Regions from separate parts of the Zea mays genome. Here regions 2 and 3 are each linked to region 1. A link is a contact called in public Hi-C data. All regions are on one chromosome and are shown on one strand. Each heading gives the region's core, a stretch centred on a gene start, on an enhancer-like site or on the middle of the called end of the contact. The rest is flanking DNA. Distances are from core to core; before and after follow the strand shown. Region 1 holds the start of LOC109943509 (trihelix transcription factor GTL1). Region 2 has its middle 9.3 kb from the start of LOC100285862. Region 3 holds the start of LOC100281112.

Region 1 (3,436 bases), core at 296-2,795:
AATCCCAAGAAGAATGCATAGCACATAGGAGGAAGAAACTGCGAATAAAAATTCCCATTTTTTTGCGAGAAATTCAGAGGCCAAATAGATAAAGTTTGGGATCGATGCCTTTGGATCTGAACAATATTGCTGCTCGTGTCTAGTGCTGCCTATCGGAGAGACGAAGAGATTGGTAAAACACCAGAGCGGATTTCTTTTTCTGGAAAAGTGGGGAAGGAGAGCGATATCGAGCTATTTTAAAATGGAAAAAGCCACTGTTCTCGTGAAGGATGGGTAAGGAAAAAAGCACAAAAGAAGTGTTCTTTAGCCGGGTAAGTAGTAGTTAATTAACTGGGCCTGCTAACCAAATCGGCGCCAGGGGCCGGTCCCGGAAGGCCGACGAGATTTCATGCAGCATCCCGCCGACGAGAATTCCGTTGCGGAGGCGCGCCGGGACGACGTACGGCGTGGCGAGCGATTCAGCTAGCTAGTTACGTACCTGGAGACCTGCTCCCAGAGGGGACCCTTGAGGGTGGCGTCCCGGAAGGCGGCGTCCATGTCGGACCGGATCTTGAGCAGCTCCAGCGTCTCCTGCCGCGGCCACCGGTTGCCCGCCGAGCCGCCGCTGGCGCCCTCCTCGCCAGCTGCTGCGGCGGCCAGGCCCTCGGCGTCGAAGCCCACGGCGCCGGCGCCGGACGCGCCGAGCTCGTCGTACTGCTTCGCCGGCGTCGATGCCGGCGGCCGGCTGCTGATGGGCGACGGCGCCTCCGCCAGCGAGATCCGCTGCCCGGCGCCGCCGGCCGGCGAGAATGGCGGCGGCATCTCCACCTGCTGTGCGCCGAACTGCTGCGCTGGGCCTCCACCGCTTGCCCCGCCGCCTCCTCCCCCGTGCTGCTGCTGTTGCATGCTAACAGCACCTGCTCCCGCACACGCGCACTTGTGCACGTCGCCCGGTGTTACCACGGGGGAATGGAGGTCGTGAGACGATCAGTACATGAGGGGTAGGTGAAAAAGGTGGGAGGCAAGGACAACTGGGAAGAGGAGAGACGGACCTCAGAGGGATAAGAGTATGGAGAAGGGAAGGAGGCCAGAGAGGGGGGGGGGGGGGGGGGGGGGGGAAGGGAAAGAGATGCAGAAGAAGGAAGTAGCCAGAGAAGAAGAAGGGGGAGGAAGCACTAATAGTACTACAGGAACGCTGGCAAAAATAAAATGTACTCCTTCAAGAGGAGGAAGATGAGAGGAAAAATAATTAAGATACCATCAATAAGTAGCCTCCAATAAATAATAGGGAGGATGGGAGAGAGAAAGATGAGGAGAATATGATATCTGTGATGAGGGTAAGGAAGACGATGGGGGTATGTAGGGTGAAGGAGAGAGAAGATGAAAGTTGAGAAATGTTGAGTACTGCTGCAGGAGAGAGATAGAAAGATGGAGAGGTGTGCAGAAGATGATGAGAGGGATGATGTGGGAGATAAAACAAACAAGATGCTGCGCTGTCAGGGGGGCTTTACCTCCCTGCCTAATACAACTTATTAGTAAAAAACCAAAAGGACAGAGGAGAGAGGGAGAGGAGTGTGGGGCAAAAAATGGTAGAGAGAGAAGCATGTGAGGCAGGAGAGACAGGGAGGGAGTGCTGGAAACTGTGGGATGAGTGAGAAAGGGGTGAGAGAGATGGGGGAGGCTTGTAATAAAAGGGAGAGGGGCACAAATACCCTCTCTACAGAACTCCCCTACCTCAATCCCCATGAAGGAATATGTTGGATTCTGTGATCATCTTAGTTATTTTGCTACATACTAATACGCGGTAGTCATTTGTTATGCATAAGATTATTACTGGGCTTGAAATACAGTAATTTTTGGATGTTATCTTGTGCCCATGGTAACTATACGTATAATAACATCCGGTAAATATACAATAAAAGTTATGCATATTTACAAAGAATATAATACTAACTAGCTGCTCTATGTGGTGGCAACTAACCTAAGGTGCAACGACTATTACGCCCCGTTTGGATCACTGGAATTGAATTCCATTCTAATAATAGTAATTTATGCATATATCAATTAAGCTAATTCATTTTTATACAAAATATATTTGTATACTATTATTAGCAAGATGTCCTAGATATTTATGTGCTACATTTTTATTATAGAGGAGTAGAACGAAGAGTGTCATGTAAGTTACAGATTAGAAACAAATTCTAATCATGCATAAAATCATTTCCTATCCTCCACCCTATGAATTTTAGATAGGCTTATATCTGAACTTTGGAAAGTGGTGGAATGCCAAATTCGAAACTAAATAAGTTACTTTATTGAGTGAATTCCAATTCCTTTAAAATGAAGGGATCCAAACGCCCCGTTAGAGCAATCAGGGGGGCATCAAAACAAATTACCTTGACCCAAGGTTCATTTTGTAGACGAAAATCCACAGATGAGATAAAATAGCAAATAAACTTTAACAATTATACATACAAAACAAAACTAGTTAGAGTAGAAAGAAAACAAAACAGATACTATAAAGGCAGTATAGGGCTGTGATGAGGCAGACAAGACCACATTATAACAGCTGTAATGTGGGCCCTCCCGGAGAGCGAAAGAGGTGCAGAACGTGCACGGCGATTAACGCGGACCCCCAATCCCCCCACACCCCAAATCCACCCCACCAAAGTGACGTGAAGGATAACGCCACTGGCTTGTGGGACCAAAGCATCCACCGGGCCCATGAGTCATGTGCAAAGCGTGGGGCTAGATGCGTGCCAAAGTGGAGCAGGGGAGTATAAAAATGGCCATGCATTGGCATGTTGTGGTTAATCCCTCACTTTCCAGGTAATAATAAATGCTCATGTGGCCCTTTTCAATGATTAGGCATAAAAATCTGGATGATTAATTAAGTTAACCACCCCAATTATATCATTCCCCGCTTAAGTTAGTGTTGGCCTTCATTTCACATGGTTCTAAAATTCAGAACAGGGGGGCTTTGAGGTGCATTGGGACACCGCTATGGTCACTCGATACAGGTACTAGAATAGGCAAAGGTCTTGCCTTGTACAGATCATTTTTCTCTATCTACATTAGCATTTGTGGGTTAATTGCATATTTTTTCTATGACCCTATTATTATTATTATTGTTGTTGTTGTTGTTGTTGTTATTATTATTATTGTTATTGTTATTGTTATTGTTGTTATTATTATTATTATTATTATTATTATTATTATTATTATATCTTGTATCACACATTTAGTATCTAGAGCAGAATATCTTTGTCGACCATGTCGAATTGAGATGCTCATGAGTTGTAGATATCACTGTATCTTTAAGCTATCAATTTTCATATCTTTTTCCATGGATGTATTGGGGATTCGGCGTATCTTCGCCAAGCATTTGAATTGCAATATCGATTAATCATAGATATCTCATAGATATCTCCGTATCTTTAAGCTGTCAAATTTCTCG
Region 2 (3,436 bases), core at 395-2,894, 460 kb after region 1:
AATTTATAGCCACAGTTCGCGGGTTCTGCTCGGGCGGATTCCAGCGTAAAATGTTAGCTAAAACAGCGTAAATGAGTGCGAATTTTAGCGTAAATCATACAACATTTAAATAATGCCCTCCTGATGATTACAGTAGTACAGTTTTAATAATTTACCCTGGGGCTATACATGCTGACTGAATTTCTGTGTTATTTCCAACTGCACATATATATTTTTATTCTCTATTGTTTCAACGTGTATTTACACTGTATATATATGTATGTAGCATAGTATACAACAGTCGTTAACTAAATTGTGATGGCGACTGATATGAGAGACCGATTCTCTAGATCGCCGGACTATGGATGTTGAGCAACGAAACCCTATTCCGAACAATGCTCCTGAACACCACCTCGCTGCCGCTCTCGCACTCGTCGATGCATCGCTGAAGCTTCTTGTGCTTCTCCTGCGCGACATCGGCCGTCGTCGGCGTCTCCGGCTTCTTGGCGAAGGCAGCAGCCACGAAGGCCGTCAGGGCCTTCTTGTTCGAGCACGACGACGCGGCGGCAGACACGGACGCGACGGCCGAGAACACGGCGGCGGAGGCGGCGGCGCTGGCAGCCGCGACGTCCATGAGCGCGGCGGCCATCTCGGCCTCCTCGGCGGTTCCGCTCCCGCCGAGCCTAGCCCCAGCAGGCAGGCGCGCGACGGACCTGGCGGCGAGGCGGGCGAGCTCCCTGTGGAGCGCCACCATCGGTCGCCTGCCTCGAGGCGACACCGCTGCTGGCCCCCAGGATCACCGCCGCTCGCACGCCCGAGGGAACCGCCGCCGCCGCTAAAACCTAATCCCTGGCGGCGTGGGGGTGTTTTTATAGTGTCGGCGTGGGACTGAATAATTGTGAACGCGTGGGCCGGATCGTGGGCCTGATGCACGTAATATGCGCAGACTATATTTGCATAAACTAATACACACATCAGCATAACTCGTATTATAATTTAGCGTAAGCACAGTTAGGTACAATAAACCAAAAAAGGTCCGGTGCGGTCTGCACACCTGATCAGGGCTTCCTGTAATTAAATAGAGCTCAGGGCTCTAAATACTATATATATATATATATATATATATATATATATATATATATATATATATATATATATATATATATATATATTGTGTTTTCACTTAGTCTCCCAAAAACCTCTTTAGAGATTTCTCATTTAATTGCCCTAATGGCGCGGGTGATTTCGGCTGGAACAAGCGTGCGTGCGCGGTGACGACACACGCGACGCGGCCCTCTGGCTACTAGGTCCTCGGGGTTCGGCATAACACATTAAGACTACTTATTTGGCATAACCGTGCGTGGTGTGTTATGCCGAACCGTACAGTATGTGAGGTATACCGTGTTTAATTCTTAGCATATAGACAAGGTCGGGTCGGGGTCAGTCGTGTCGTAATGTATGGCGTATGGGTGGAGCTGCGACTACACGCCGCCATCGGTCACGTGTAGATGCGCCACGCACGTTTTTTACTGTACGTTGTAACCGTTACCACCGGCAGATATGCCGCCACTTCTGCGCTCGGGTAAGGTCTACGTGTCAAGCCCGGTGCGCGTCGCTTTCGGAGCGTACAAGCCCGGTGGCCTGGTGGACCAGCCGCGCCATCGTGTACTGTACTGTACTGTACGTGGAGGCAATCCGAAACGAATCCGTCGAGATCACCCACCCCACCAACCCACACCCGGGGCACGGGGCGCCGCGTGGGTGCGTGCAGACTTGCAGGTCCGTGGCATTCATCGTATTCCTATCATCATCCGTTCATCGCGGCGCCACTGCTAGCTAGGTTTATCTTCACTAGGGATGGTAATGGATGCCATTTATCCGTGTACCCGCGGATAAAAAACCCGTTGGACACGGTTTTGGTTACGAGTCTATATCCATGGATACGGATACGGATAGCACTTGATATCCACGGATATTTTTAAAACGGATACGAAAAATCAATATCCATACTCAAATACCCGAATATCCGTTAAAATTACACCCGTCCCACAAGCCCACGGCCTACATCGCCACAGCCCACAACGCCACAAGCGTTCTCAAAGCTTCCAGCAATCCAGCGAAGCCCTCGCTCGGCCAGCCGGCCTCCATCTCTCATTCTCTCCTCCTCTGTCCTCTCCCACTCGGCCACTCCTACCGCCGCCGCCCACTCCATCTCACCTCTCCCAGACTCCCGCTGCCGCTGCCCGCTACCGGTCCGGGTCCCTGGCTCCCTGCGTGGCTCCCGGGCACAGAGCGCAGATCTCCAGCTCGTCCTCAGTCCCTGCATCGCCGACTCCCAGCGCAGTTCGTCCTCAGTCCCTACATCGCTAACTCCCTGCGCGCCTGGCCGCCTGCGGCCTACTCCCCTCAGTCCCTGCGTGTGCTACCTCCCCTCAGTCCCCGGCTCCAGCGCGGCTGTCCCGGTGTAAAGTACAGGTTATTCCAGATGCAACGACTTGTTGATTGTTTTTTCACCCAAATGCAAGTACAGGTTATTCCAGATGCAACGACTTGTTGATTGTTTGAATTTGCTGGATTTATATATTTTGTATGTGTAGTGGGCAAACGGATATATCCGTGGATATCCGTTACCCGCGGGTAACGGATGTGGATACTGTTTGTTATCCATGGCGGGTAACGGGTACGGGTACGGGTTCGGATATCGGATATAAATTGCGGATATGGATGTCCAGAGACACTATCCGCGGATATTTTACCCGTTGTCATCCCTAATCTTCACGAGTAGCTTTCCCACTGAACCTGTCTGTGCTAGTTTTTTTTTTATGTCCTCTTTTGGTAAAAAAAAACAGCTTTACGCGTGGTAGGAGTAGATGAAAATATAATCAAATGGAAATGGCTATATATACTGGTCTCTTTCTTTCTTCCCTCTTTTCTTGATCTTCCTCACTACTCTTTCTTCCTCATCCCGATATGATGTTGTACCCCGTTCGCCCTAGTTTTGTATGCGTCAAATCTGGCATTTTGTGTGGGCACGCTGGGGCTCACTGATGATGGCAGGTAAAGCTGGGATAAGCTACTATTTACCTTTTAGCTTAATCCATCTTCAACGTTTATCTTGGGTTTTCAGGAGCTTTACCTATAAAGTTGTTTTTAAAAGGCCCATTTAATAGGCGTACGTAGGGTGTCCTGTTGTCAACCTCCTCTCACACCGAGGTCGAATCCAGTTAATTCCCGTCGGCTAAAAACCGACGGGAATAACTAATTCCTGTCGGTATTTGGCTAACTCTCGTTGGCCTCAAGCCGATGGCCATCAAGTGTTGGAGATAAACTAATTTCCGTCGACAGCTGACGAGAATAAGTAATCGCCGTCGGTAAGTACTAGCCCCGTCGGCTTTAAATATGACCGACGAGAGTTAATGTAATGCTCGTCGGTCACGTCACAAGCCGACGGGAATTA
Region 3 (3,436 bases), core at 430-2,929, 280 kb before region 1:
AGGCTCCAGTTGGGGTTGGACTCGCTGTCGAAGCGGGTGGATAACTTCTTCCATATTGTGCTTACAGGGCGTGATGCACTACTTTGTAATCTCAGGTTTTCAAACGGCGGCAAGGTTGCTGCAGAGGTCAGGTCTTAATATGCCATCTCATGTTTGTGCCATGTAATGCGTGTATAGACAGCTCAGCGGCCCATCGTGATGTGTGGTGCTTCTGACTTCTGGCCCCTGCTCAGCTCCACCAACACTAAGCCGGGGCCAGATCTCAGAAGCATTGTGCATGATATGTGCCTCTAGCTGTGCTGTGCAAACGCTTATATAGCTTCCCTTTTTGGTTAAGTATGAACTAGTGTTCTGTTGAGTAAATAGTGCTGTTAAGTTGGTGTCGGGTGGAATGTACACCATCTAGAGTTGAGCAACTGTATGTATGCTCATGTGTCCTGGTAACGGAGGTGAAAATGAGTTGCAAATGTTGATCCCTGTTTGTCTGTTGGATAACCTAAACTGGTAATGTACAAATTTCAATGTATTTGTACATCATGTTGGCATCATAAGTTCGACCTAGAGTGCTGTTGGTATAAGTAGGAACTACATACCCTTTTTGTGAGTAGGGACTGGAATGTTCGCGAGTTGGTGTCGGTGGAATGTATAACCTCTAGACTCTAGAGTAGAGTAACTGTATGTATGCTCGTGTGTGCTGGTAATGGAGATGAAAATGAGTTGCAGACAGCAAAATGTTGGTCCTTGTCTCTCTGTTGGATAACTTAAACTGGTATGTACAACTTTCTTTGTACTTGTACATGATGTTGCCGTCTTGTTTTTACTCCTATGTCCACGAATATGATGTACTGGTTTTGTTCTGTGGGAGGAGTTTGACCGCCCAGTTTCTCTCGCTCATGCTCTTCCTCTTTGATATTGTACCAAACCATTAGTGTGTTGTGGGCTTGGGTATTAGATGGTTGATATTTTTGCATTTTTTTTTGGAACTGGTAACTGGTTGGTTGGTGCAATGTACAATGGCCTGAGTACAATTAACTGTTTGTTGTATGCTCATACTCATGACTCGTACGGGTCTGTTTGAGTTTAAAGCGCAAGCAAAATGTTCATCCCGGGCTCCCCCGCCTTATAGATACCTGCATTGATATTGCCCAGTTTGCTTTGTACTTGTAGATCATCTTACCGCTTTAGTTCCACCGAAATGATGTGTTGGGTTTGTTCCTATGGTCTAGGAATTCTTGTTCCAGTGGTCTTGGAAATCTTATTCCAGGACCTGGATAGTTTCGTTCCGTTCTTGCAAATCTGCATTCAGAGTTTCAGACATGGAGCCTAAAGTCTTCCACAATCGCTAGTGACGTCCACGTGAAGACAACTCCATAATTTTTTAGTAGCCCTGGATTAGTCTTCAAAGACTGCTATTGGCTGGGGAAAAAATAATGTGATAGGACAATCGTTTTCAGTACGCTACTTTTAATCTGAATCTGAAGTATCGACGGAGTGATCATCGCTATCTTTCTTTTTCATTGTAGCCGCTGTTTGCAACAAGGAGGAATGCATACGATTTTTGCAGGAATCGAACTGCCTCTAGTAGACCCTTGTACAGTGAGAGTACAGTTGTACTCGTGGTTGCTGCGAAATCTGATTACCATGCTCTATACCACTTGCCTGATGAAAGTTTAGATATCTCCGCTCTGTCAAAGATCCCTTTCATCTCCACCCAAAATATTCTCCGGTGGTCACACGACGATCTGAATATCTGATCCGTGTTCTATGCATTGGACTGCTTGTTTTTTCTTTTTTGAAATGGGCTCATTGTTCACGCCATGCATTAAGTAAACAACGCTATCTTGTTTTGGCGCAGATTTCAATCATGCCGGTGTCATCTCCTCTACCCGTTCAAGAAAAAGATGCCAAAAGAATCTATTTCCATCAGCCATGACGTCGATAGGTACTGAGAGAGAGTGAGGTTTCCTTGCTCTCCAGCTCGGTATAGACCACAGGTGACCGACGACGACGAGGCAAAGCAGAGCAAGAAGATTTGGCCATGGCTGCTACGCAACTCCTACTCCTCGCCGCCCTCCTCCTCCTGCCTCTCGCCGCCATCCTGCTCGGGAAGCGGCACGGGCCCCGCAAGGGCAAGAACGGCGCCCGGCTCCCGCCGGGCCCACCGGGTCTGCCGTTCCTCGGCAACCTGCTGTTGCTGAGGCGCTACTCGTCCGACGTGGAGGCGCTGCTCCGGCGCCTCGTCGCGCGTTACGGCCCCGTCGTGTCCCTGCGGGCAGGGCCGAGCCTGTCGGTCTTCATCGCTGACCGCCGCGTCGCGCACGCGGCCCTGGTCGAGAGCGGGGCCGCGCTCGCCGACCGCCCCGCGGTCACGCGCGCGCTCCTGGGGGAGAGCGGCAACACCATCTCGCGGTCCAGCTACGGGCCCGTGTGGCGCCTCCTGCGCCGCAACCTCGTCTCCGAGACGCTGCACCCGTCGCGGGTGAAGCTGTTCGCGCCGGCGCGCGCGTGGGTGCGCCGCGTGCTCGCTGAGAAGCTCGGGCGGGAGGCCGAGGAGGCGCAGGCGAGGGCCCAGGCGCCGCCCCCCGCGATGGAGGCGTTCCGGTACGCCATGTTCTGCCTCCTCGTGCTCATGTGCTTCGGCGAGCGGCTGGACGAGCCCGCGGTGCGCGCCATCGCGTCCGCGCAGTACGGCTGGCTCATGTTCGTGGCCAAGAACACGAGCCTGCTCGCGTTCTGGCCGGCACTGGCTAGGATCCTCTTGCGCGGCCGCCTCCAGGAGGGGCTTACCGCTCGACAGCGGCAGAAGGAGCTCTTCGTGCCATTGATCCATGCGCGCCGAGTGCTCAAGCAGCGGGTCAAGAACCAAGGCGGTGCCGCGGCCGCGGTGGCGCCAGGAGAGGAGACGACGACGTTCGAGCACTCGTACGTGGACACGCTGCTCGACATCAGGCTTCCCGAGGAGGGGGACCGCGCGCTCACTGACGACGAGGTGTCCAACCTCTGCTCCGAATTCCTCACCGCAGGCACCGACACGACGTCCACCGCGCTGCAGTGGATCATGGCCGAGCTGGTGAAGAACCCGGACGCGCAGGAGAAGCTCTACAGCGAGATCAGGGCAACGTGCAGCGACGACCAACCGGAGGTCGGCGAGGAGGACACGCACAGGATGCCGTACCTCAAGGCCGTCGTGCTCGAGGGACTGCGCCGGCACCCCCCTGCGCATTTCGTGCTGTCGCACAAGGCGGCGGAGGATACGGAGGTGGGCGGGTACCTGATCCCCAAGGGCGCGACGGTGAACTTCACGGTGGCGGAGATGGGCTGGGACGAGCGGGAGTGGGACAGGCCCATGGAGTTCGTGCCGGAGCGGTTCCTGTCAGGCGGCGACGGTGAGGGCGTCGACGTGACTGGCAGCAGAGAGATCAAGATGATGCCCTTC

Evidence for each region. A called contact is a pair of places that touch in the nucleus more often than the background predicts.
Region 2: a contact with region 1 is called in a Hi-C map of endosperm, with 2.6 times the contacts expected there. The contact joins the enhancer-like site here to the promoter of LOC109943509 in region 1. A contact is called at or near these places in 2 of 25 Hi-C or Micro-C datasets (endosperm and leaf).
Region 3: a contact with region 1 is called in a Hi-C map of endosperm, with 1.9 times the contacts expected there. The contact joins the promoter of LOC100281112 here to the promoter of LOC109943509 in region 1. A contact is called at or near these places in 2 of 25 Hi-C or Micro-C datasets (endosperm and leaf).

Annotation. Positions count from the first base shown.
Region 1 is chr1:229,062,933-229,066,368 of Zm-B73-REFERENCE-NAM-5.0, reverse strand. LOC109943509 (trihelix transcription factor GTL1) reads right to left here and starts at 1,545. Exons shown (of 3, transcript XM_020546729.3): 1 at 479-1,545. The coding sequence starts at 885.
Region 2 is chr1:228,604,434-228,607,869 of Zm-B73-REFERENCE-NAM-5.0, reverse strand. No RefSeq gene overlaps it. Among protein-coding and RNA genes, the nearest start is that of LOC100285862, 9.3 kb to the left of the region's middle. Within about 2 kb of position 1,644, at least 18 of the 20 cell types and tissues checked have an H3K27ac peak or open chromatin away from gene starts, as enhancers often do. A contact at or near this core is called in endosperm and leaf, where this site is marked.
Region 3 is chr1:229,338,314-229,341,749 of Zm-B73-REFERENCE-NAM-5.0, reverse strand. It overlaps LOC100281112, which reads left to right and starts at 1,679. Exons shown (of 1, transcript NM_001154031.2): 1 at 1,679-3,436. The coding sequence starts at 2,039. LOC100192620 (putative cytochrome P450 superfamily protein) reads left to right here. Exons shown (of 2, transcript NM_001137835.1): 2 at 1-728. The coding sequence ends at 138.